Regions from separate parts of the Mus musculus genome. Here region 1 is linked to region 2. A link is a contact called in public promoter capture Hi-C data. All regions are on one chromosome and are shown on one strand. Each heading gives the region's core, a stretch centred on a gene start, on an enhancer-like site or on the middle of the called end of the contact. The rest is flanking DNA. Distances are from core to core; before and after follow the strand shown.

What was found. Capture Hi-C pulls out chosen DNA fragments and counts their contacts.
Region 1: a contact with region 2 is called in a promoter capture Hi-C map of adipose tissue. The contact joins two enhancer-like sites. A contact is called at or near these places in 3 of 484 Hi-C or Micro-C datasets (the G1E-ER4 cell line, embryonic fibroblasts and embryonic stem cells), 2 of 115 datasets of contacts at active chromatin or transcription factors (embryonic stem cells and pancreatic cancer cells) and 2 of 9 other capture datasets (adipose tissue and pancreatic islet).

The regions. Positions count from the first base shown.
Region 1 is chr6:55,014,705-55,019,396 of GRCm38.p6, reverse strand. No RefSeq gene overlaps it. Among named protein-coding and RNA genes, the nearest start is that of Gm38539, 15 kb to the right of the region's middle. Within about 2 kb of position 2,661, at least 106 of the 459 cell types and tissues checked have an H3K27ac peak or open chromatin away from gene starts, as enhancers often do. A contact at or near this core is called in adipose tissue, where this site is marked.
Region 2 is chr6:54,938,230-54,942,817 of GRCm38.p6, reverse strand. It overlaps Nod1 (nucleotide-binding oligomerization domain containing 1), which reads left to right. Exons shown (of 12, transcript NM_172729.3): 5 at 3,431-3,514. Among named protein-coding and RNA genes, the nearest start is that of Nod1, 32 kb to the left of the region's middle. Within about 2 kb of position 2,942, at least 49 of the 459 cell types and tissues checked have an H3K27ac peak or open chromatin away from gene starts, as enhancers often do. A contact at or near this core is called in adipose tissue, where this site is marked.

The sequences.
Region 1 (4,692 bases), core at 1,412-3,911, 77 kb before region 2:
CAGGGATGGAAGGAGACCCACCTGACTGAACACAGGTGAACTGCCTGCTTTTCTCCCTCCCTGTACCTTCTATATATCCTGAAACACTCAGCAATCACAGAGCAACCCTTGTTCCCCTGTCCCTGAGCTCTGGACCCCAGTGTGGCCTAGACATGTTGAGGACCTAGATAGGAATCTAGATGATTGGACAGCTTGAGTCGTGAGGAATCTAGGGTATATTACAGAGTCAAGGGAGGAACTGGTTAGGTTCTGGGAAGGTCAGGCACTTTGGGGACTCTACCTCAGGGGCCTGGCTGCAACCGTCCCTGGATTCCCATTCAGATTCAAGTTCCCTGAAAAGAAAGTATTCTCACGAGGATACTCAGTGCTGGTGCTTGCCTGCACACATGAAGTCCTGGTACTGTATGATGATGGCGATGATGATGGTGGTGGTGATGATGATGGTGGTGATGGTGGCGACGACATCAGCCCAAGGGAAGAACTAAGCCATATCAGCTGCTCAGGGCTGATGCTACTTGTTTGGGTTTGGTTTTTGTTTTTGTGGAAGAAACCCCAGGTATGTCATGCTTGGCCCATCCTCCTTGGTCTTGAAGGGTTGAACACAGGAGCCAAACAATAGCAATCACCCTCAGGAGGGAGGGTCAGGGGGAGAGGGAGGGCTCAGGGGAGAGGGAGGGCTCAGGAGGAGCTAAGGAGGAGAGGGAGGGCTCAGGAGAAGGAGGGCTCAGGAGGGAGGGTCAGGAGGAGAGGGAGGAGCTAAGGAGGAGAGGGAGGGCTCAGGAGAAGGAGGGCTCAGGAGGGAGGGTCAGGAGGAGAGGGAGGGCTCAGGTGTAGAGGCTCAGGAGGAGAGGGAGGAGCTAAGGAGGAGAGGGAGGGTCCAGAAGGCAATGCACTGCCTTGGGGGCCACAGAGCTCGTAAGGGAGAGGCAGAGCATGAGGTCTTGCAGGCTTAGACAGTTGCTCACGTCACCCCCAGGAGAGCTCACTCAAGGCCCACGGAGAACTAACATCCTTCCACTTCATGAGATGCGCTTTGAGTTCCTTTTAGCATCGCCTTGGGCCACCCAGGTGGTCCTGGGCATTGCGTTTTCACTTAACTGCTGGAAAGATTTGACCTCAACTCAAGAACCCACTTCAGTTCTTCTGGTCAGGAGTTCTGGGCACTCTGGTGAAGGGCGCTCTCAAACGCGCCCAAAACCAACCAGGAGGAATTCAGCAGGGAGAGGGCTCAGTTAACTCCTTAGCAAGATCACTCCTTAAGAGGTAGGGAAGGGAAGAGAAAACTTGAGAAAATACACTGAGATCCGAAGCCGAAGCAGCTAAATTTGTAAGTCTCTTTAGGAAATGAATACTGACTACCTACTCTGTATCAAGGGACATGTTTCATGTTTAAAGATCCTAAAATAGCTAGGCTACCACTCAGCTTTGGCACCTCGCTGAACAAGGGTGAAAGCATTTGGATGTTTAGGGAAATTGTCAAGAGTTGCGATCCCCAGTGCTTAGATCTGCGCGGCTCAGTGCTAGAGCAGGAAGCTTGATCCCCAGCACTACAAAACAAAACCTGCATGCTGGGGAGAATCGGGAAGTTTAGGAAATTTAAAACAGCTTCCCCTTCTGTCACGAGAAATAACCACCTCTCTGCCTATGGCTATAATACGGTTATGAGATGAGCACTAAAAATGTAACGTTTATTCTTGGCCAGAGAACTGGAGAAGCCTGGAGACCAGCAGAGACTATTTATTAGTCAGCTGATCTCTAAGAACTGACTTTGGCTTTGCATATCTGTGTGGTAAGGCCTGTGGTGGACTCATTCCATCCACACCCCACGCCGTGGGGCCACCACAGCCCTGGCTTTGCAGGTGAGAGATGTATTGAGTCAACAAGTGGCATCGATCAGAATCACCCCAAATCTCTTATTCTCAAAGTCTGAGGCAGCCCACAGTTGAGAAGGGACAGAAGCTCTGTTACTTTCTAGAAAGACAGATCCGTGATCACATGGTCCCAGAGCTCAGACTTCATCTTCAGGAGATGGTGGGATACTATGGACCGATAAGGGCTGAAAGAGCTGTATCCTCAAAAACAAAACAAACTAAACCAAGCAAGCAACAACAACCCGAGCGAACCTGGTCTCTGCCAATTCTCTAACAGAGATGTAAAGCGAGAAGGGAAAGCTGTGGCAGGAGAGAATGCCTGTGCTTGCCAGTGTAGCGCTGCCCCCTAGTGGAAATAATGTTGTCTAACATGGTTCAGCATGACTGGCTGCCAGGGATACTCCTAGGCGAGGGAAGAAATGAAAGGAAAAGAAAGTGGAAAGGCTTACATGGTGTGTATTTCCCGGTATTCATTTGGGCAGCACTAGGAATTGAATCTAGGGGCCCTGGCATGCCAGGAACGCACTCTACCACACTCCATGTGTCGCATATTCTCCCCCTTTGTTGCTGCCACCGTTGTTTGGTTTTTGATACAGGGTCTTGCTATCTATGTAGCTCAGGCTGGCCTGGAGCTCTGAATCCCCCCACCTCCCCCGCTTCACCTAACCCAAATCTTCTCAAGGTCTTTTGGCATGTTTCCTTGTATGCATATTTCCTTTGTTACAATGAGCTTACCCCTGACTTCCCATCCTACAGTGCTTCAGATGATGACTAAACTTCATCTAGCTGTCTGCAGGACTTAAAGGACAGCATCACAGGGCTCTTGAGAGTGGAGAGGGGTGTTGTTTGACATCCCACGCCTGCTGGGACCTGAGATGGGGCTGGCCCCATGCCCTTTGCTGAAATGCAGGCTGCTGATTTGGGATCAAGGTGAAAAAAAGCAACTAAGTAGGAGCTCTGGTAAATTCCCTCCCTCCATCCTGAGAACGCCAGGGGAGGAGCATGGGTGGGAGTGGCTTGCAGTCTACACAGCTTGCTTTGATCTTGTGCAATGTAGCCGGCCCACCTTAATCTGAGGTTGTGCCTAACACAGCTCCCTACTTTATGGAAGCTCTAGTCACGAGAGCCAGCAGGTGGCAGCCTCCAAGTGCGCCTTCTTGCTGAAGAACAGGGAATATGCATGCGCTAAGTGGATTATTATTCAGACACAAAGAGGAAGTGAATGTTGTTACACAAATACACAGAAGGAGCCTTGAGGACATATGCCAAGTGACATAAATCACATACAAAAAGACAATCATCACATAATTTCATTTACATGGTATGCTGGCTAGTTTAAGGTCAATTTGACAGCTAGAGTCATCTGAGAGGAGGGAGACTTGATTGAGAAAATGCCTCTGTAAAATCAGGCTGCAGGCAAGCCTGTGGGGCAGTTTCTTAGTGATTGAGGTGAGAGGGCCAGCTCCCTGTGGGTGGCACTACCCCTGAGCTGATGGTCTTGGGTTCAATAAGAAAGCAGGTTGAACAAAACATGAGGGGCAAGCCTGTAAGCAGGACTCCTCCAAGGCCTGTGCATCAGCTCCTGCCCCCCCAGGTTTCTGCCCAGCCTGAGTTTCCTGTCTTGGCTTCCCTCTGTGATGGGGTGTGACCTGGTAGTGTGAGCAAAATAAACCCTTTTCTCCCCAAGTTGCTTTTGGTCCTGGTGATTCATCAAAGCAATAGAAACCCCAACTCAAGCATATGAGGTATTTAAAGTGGTCAAGTTCATAGAAGCGGAAAGTAGAATGCAGGCAACTGAGAGCTAAGGAAGGTTCTAACACCCAGATGCATGGTCTGCTGCCTCCTAGCATCTGTGGCTTCAGATGAGGGGACAGCTGAATATAGAGGAAAGTCAAAGTAATAGAATTGATGTTGCGAGGGATTTGCAAATATTTTTGCTTAGAAGACATTAGAATTCTGGAGCTGACCAGTTCCAGAGTGCTGCTATTAAAGGCATTTGAAACCACAGTTGGTCATGTTTGTTTCTCTTAACTAAACTATAGCCTGCAACCATGCTAGCCCTGAAAGTTACAGGAGCCTCAAAAGAATTATGGGAATGCCAGAGGGGAACAAAAGAGACACTAGACTTGTCCTCCAGCTAGGTACAGGCTAATTAGGATGCTGAATGCAAAATGGGTCCAAATGGCTTTTAAAAATTGTGTTTATGATGCAGCCCAGTGTGAGAACTCCTCAGTGGTCTGATGTCCTGCTGCTTAAACGATGCTAAGTGCTTTATCTCAAGCCAGTATCCAGTGGATGATAACTGCATCAAAAACACCAAGCCAGGAATGTGGTTCATGCCTGAATCTGAGCCATCCTCAGAACAAGGGGACCTGAGCAGGTCCTTCCGTTTGTGTGGTAAACACTTCACCAGCTGAGCCACCTCCCAGGCCCCACCTCACTACTGGATAACTCACTACTTTCGCAACTGCTTTGCTTCTCTGGTGACTTCTCTGGTGGTTTGAATGAGAATGGCTCCTACAGGTTCTTACCTTAGAACACTTGGCCTTCAGTTGATGAAACTGTTTTAGGAATTACTGGGAGGTGTGGCCTTGTCGGAGAAGGTTTGTCGATGGGGCAGGTGATGAGCTTTGGGGTTTCAAAAGCCCATACCAGGCCCAGTCTTGCTGTCTCTCCGCATCCAAATTGCCAATAAGATATAAGCTCTCAGCTACTGCTTCAGCGCCATGCCTGCCCACCTGCTGCCATGTGCCCTGCCATGATGACCACAGACTCACCCTCTGAAACTGTAAGCAATCCCCTATTTAAATGCTTCCTTGTA
Region 2 (4,588 bases), core at 1,693-4,192:
CTTGTACTCTAACGGAGGCATGATTTTGCCAGCTGCAGATAGTTTCTGCAGTTGTATGACGTTTGGAACTCCAGGAACTTTTCAGAGGGTATATAAATGCTAAAGCCCCAAAAGAGTTAGTGGTTTTAGTGGTTTCTGGTCATTCAGATGGGATTGGTTGGGGTCTGTTTGCCATGCTCAAAGAAGAAAAGAAGAAATTAGATTCTCTCTCTCTCTCTCTCTCTCTCTCTCTCTCTCTTCCATCCTTCTTTCTCTCCTTTCTAGTGGCAGGAGGTAAAACAGGGTGTGGATAAAGGGTGGGAAAAAGAAGAACCCACAAAGTAGCAAAGACCAGCAACATTCCCTGTAGAGGCAGGGGCTGCTATTGCCTTGGAACGATATTGCCCATTTAGGCAAATAGGAAGCAGAGACAGAAAAGTTAAGGAATTGCTCCAGGCCCCACAGCTGAGACGTGGTGGGGCCAGAAGGGGAAGAGCTGCCCTTGAAGATGAGCTTGAGGCTCAGAAAGAGCAGAGTCTTGCCTTTGGCTCCTGGTATCTGGTGTGGCCCCAGGGAAGGCAGACTATGAACTAATCGGCCTTGCTTCTCCTGAGAAAGGCAGCCCATACCTGCTGTCTTCACATAACCTGCTGTCTTCGGGTGATTTTCCTGCTTGATAGTAGAAATGAGAGGCTACTCTGCTTCTCCTGCTAACATTACCTGCAGGAAACAAACAAAGTCTCTGCAGGGACTTCGGTCTGCCAGAGTTTGGCTCATGCAGTTCTGTAGAATAGTGGAGTTTTGGAGCTCATTCTTAGGCCTGGGAACTAGGTGAAAACCGTGTGGGGACTCGGTGTGTATGAAGCTGAAGACAGAAGGCAGCCTAGAACCGAAGACTTCTGTAAGAAGGAGCTCAGGAGCAGAGTGGGATCCTGCCCTCTCTGGCCATTCTCCACACCCACAGAGGAAAGAACAGCTTATAGGAAAGCAGGGCTTATATTATGGTTGACCTCACAGAAGCACTTTGAGTCCCTTGAAGACATCAGGTAGGATTAATTGTAGTAAAGAGGTTGAGAAAACATCAACTCTTGGTGGCTTACATATATCTTATTTCTCTCTGGAGCAAAGTCTAGGAATATGTGATTAAAAGCTGATATGTTGTCTCTCTGATTCAAACCCAAAATCCAGCTCTCTTTTGCCTTACTACCTGGCTTCTATATCCTGACCCAATATGGCTACGCAAGATGGTCACTCCAGCCAACTACTTAGTATTGTAGCCAGATGGAATCACAAAAGGGACATGTCTTGTTTTTAATTTTTTTCTTCAGTATTGGAGTTTGAACTGGAGGCACCATACATACCACACAAGCACTTACCATTGAGCCACACTCGTAAAAAGCTATTGTCAATGAAACTGAAGGGACACTAGCCAGCACGCGCATGGATCTGTCGGACTTCGCTCTTCTTCCCCATTCCCTCTGCCTTGCTAAAAACAATTGAATGGCATTGCTAAAGCTAACCCCAGCATCTGTTCCCTTATTTGGATACTTCCTCCTCCTGAGACTGACCACCGAAGTCCAACTATCAGAGAGTATTGAAGTCCTGCAATCAAAAGCCCCCTTTTTGGCTCACCCAATAAACATGCCCAGTTAATATTAAACACCTCATCCTAACACAGGGTTTCCCCTTCTACCTTTATAAACTGCCATTCTCCTTTGTACTGCATCTGTCTTCTCCTTATCCAGAGGCAGTCCTTTGTCCCTATGGGGACAAGTACCCTTCCCCCCCACCCCTTTGCTCCTTTACCCTTCTCCCTCATACACTATCTCCTGTCTTTGTCTCTTATTCCTGCCCTCTGTCCCCTCTGGAGCAAAGAAATCGCCTTTGTGCTTAGAACTTGCTCTTGGGGGTCCTGAGCTGATACCATTTCTTACAGGTATGGTGGAGGAGAAGGTTTATTGTAAATATGAGGGAGAGCATAGCCCGAGGCAGACATCTGGGAGTGTCTGAGGCTAACAGGACCAGATCAAGCTGGGCCATGTGGGGAGATGGGGGAGGGGAGAGCCAGGAGATGGGAGACCAATAGTCTAAAAGAGCAGAAAGAGTGAAAATGAACTGGCATAGTCATGTCTGGATTATATAGGGAAGAGCAGCTGGGGGAAGGACAGCCCAATCCCTGGGCCGGACAGGTCAGGGCAGAGGGCAGGGTATGCTGGCAAGGAGCAGGTATGGACTGAGGGATGCTGGGAGAACCTGACAGCCAGGGTCTGCTCTGATATGTTAGACATCTCAGCCTTCTGTCCCCAGGTTTGAGACCTAAGGGCATAGCTGTGCTGTGGGCACCCTGGGCTTGCGCTGAGAGAGACCATACTCTTGGGGACAGGTTCTGAGAGGCTGCCCTTATCTTTTTGATGTGGCTTGATAATACATCTTTTTCTGTTCACTTTTTATTTGTCGTGGATGTCAGTTTGGGGTCCAGCTCAGCCGCAGCTTGTGCTAGTAAGGGTTTATTGGCGCGTAGCCACACCCTTTGTTTGCTTCTCCGGTTGTTTCTCTCAGTAGGGTTGAGCATTTTGCCAGTTGGTTTGAGTGTAGAAAGTCTGCTGCCCCCATCCTGTCCCCTCATGAGGGGTGTGGGTGGGGGGTCCTGCTCATACCTTGTCTCTCAGCTGCTTTCCCTCTTCATGGTCAGGGTAGCTTGTTACAGAGATCGCTTGGTGGGTGGGGGTGGGGAGAAAAAGGGAAATGGGCAAGGGGGCGAAGAGGAAGGTTCTCGGTAGCTCAGGGGCATATCAGCCTAGCATGCTGCAAGCCCTGGACTTATTGGACTCCCAATAAATACATACACTCATGTACATTTTGGTCATGAGAAGCTATTCTGCTGGTTCTGAGATAGGCTGGCCTTTGACCTATAGGGAAGCAGCCCCTGAGGCCCTGTTTTCCTGTTTGTCTTGTGGCCAGTGCCCAATCTGGCCCGCACAGGCAGCATTTGCACTGGGAGTCAGCTGGAGAGGGTTGCTGCCAAGACCCGCCCTTTCCCAGAAAGCTTCTGATTTCCCACCCAGAGCTGCTTCAAATGAGCAATCTCCGTAGGCAGCAGGATGCTCGACCTTCTCCTGCATTGGAGCTGGGTCAGTTCTAGTGGGGACTGTGCTGTCCTGTATTTTGCAAGTTATCTCATGCCCTGACCCCACTCCTAAAAGGCAAGGGTACCCTTAGTGGCAGTGATCTCTAAAGGTGGCCCCACACAGTTCAGACTTCATGCTCCCCACTGTGTAGAGAGGATGGAGAAGCCACACCCAAAATGCAGGATGTTGGAGGTTGCTGGCTGCACATGCCCTTCTTGGTCTCCGTGACCCTTCTGTTTCAGGGCTGGGCTACAGTCTTGTTGCTGGTCCTGCCTATAGACATTTTTGGACTGAGTATGGCCATCTTCACTGTTGTGTTTTAGACTCAGCGTCAACCAGATCACCGACACGGGGGTGAAGGTGCTATGTGAGGAACTGACCAAGTATAAGATCGTGACGTTCCTGGGGTGAGTCTCGCTTGAGGATCCTGGGCCTGCTACCTGGTCATAGTTCTAAGCAGCAGAAGATTAGCAGGCATGTGGTCCACTGGAGACAGAAACCATGGCCAGTGCTGGCATCCTCCAGCCTCAGCCTCCACGTGCTGGGCTTACAGGCATGCGTCACCACATGTGTTCTGGGTTCTGTTTTAGGCTCAACCAGTATCTAGGTAGGATCTGAGCTCATCACAAACTCACGGAGCCCCAGCTTCCTTACTTTAACAGTTGAGACCCAATCCGGGCATGCTGGTTTGGAGGATATGAAGAGAAAGCATATCGGGATAGGTTTTGTAGAGGTTAAAATGCCTGTTTATACATTAGACTTGTCTACTTCAGATCTATTCCTAGGTCAAAAGCAAGGGGCATGTATGTTGAAAAGTAGTAATTCCGCCAGAGGGGTCCTAGCTAGTACCTTCTTCAAATACCTCAGAAAAGGGAGTGAATACTCAGAACCAAGTAGGGCTAAGTAAAGACCACACAGAGATCCAAGTCAGTTGCTAAATCAGTGACAAAGAGCTTTGGGTTTTGGCATTGAAGTGAAGGCAGGTGGCCCCATGGCTGCTGATTTTTCTGTCACTTCATACCCCTGGACCTCAGTCGTGGACCCTGGGGCATGAGGACACATAGTCAAAAGGTCCCATGCTCCGCTCTGTTACATATGATGGGGGACCGCAGAGAGGAGCCTTACTGCTTTACTGATCTTACATTTCAATCAGAATGGATAGGGAAAATAGTTTTGTAAAAAAAGACACAGGACATTACTCTTCAGAAAATGTAAATCGCCATCACCTGCATTTACCACATTGTGTGCCAGGGCTGTGCACGGTGGCATATTCTTCCTGTGACACAGGCTGGAGCCGTGTAAGGATTTAGTGCAGAAGGGAAGTCTGACTTTGGAGCCAGGCTGAGGCAGAGCCCAAACTCAGGGCTCTGTGAGTTCCCCCTTTAAACCTAGACAGTGGAAATCAGTAGGCGGCATGTACCCACTGTAGGAGAGAGTGTTCAAGCGACAGTGAAACTTATAAAGCCCCTGGCTGTGCTTTC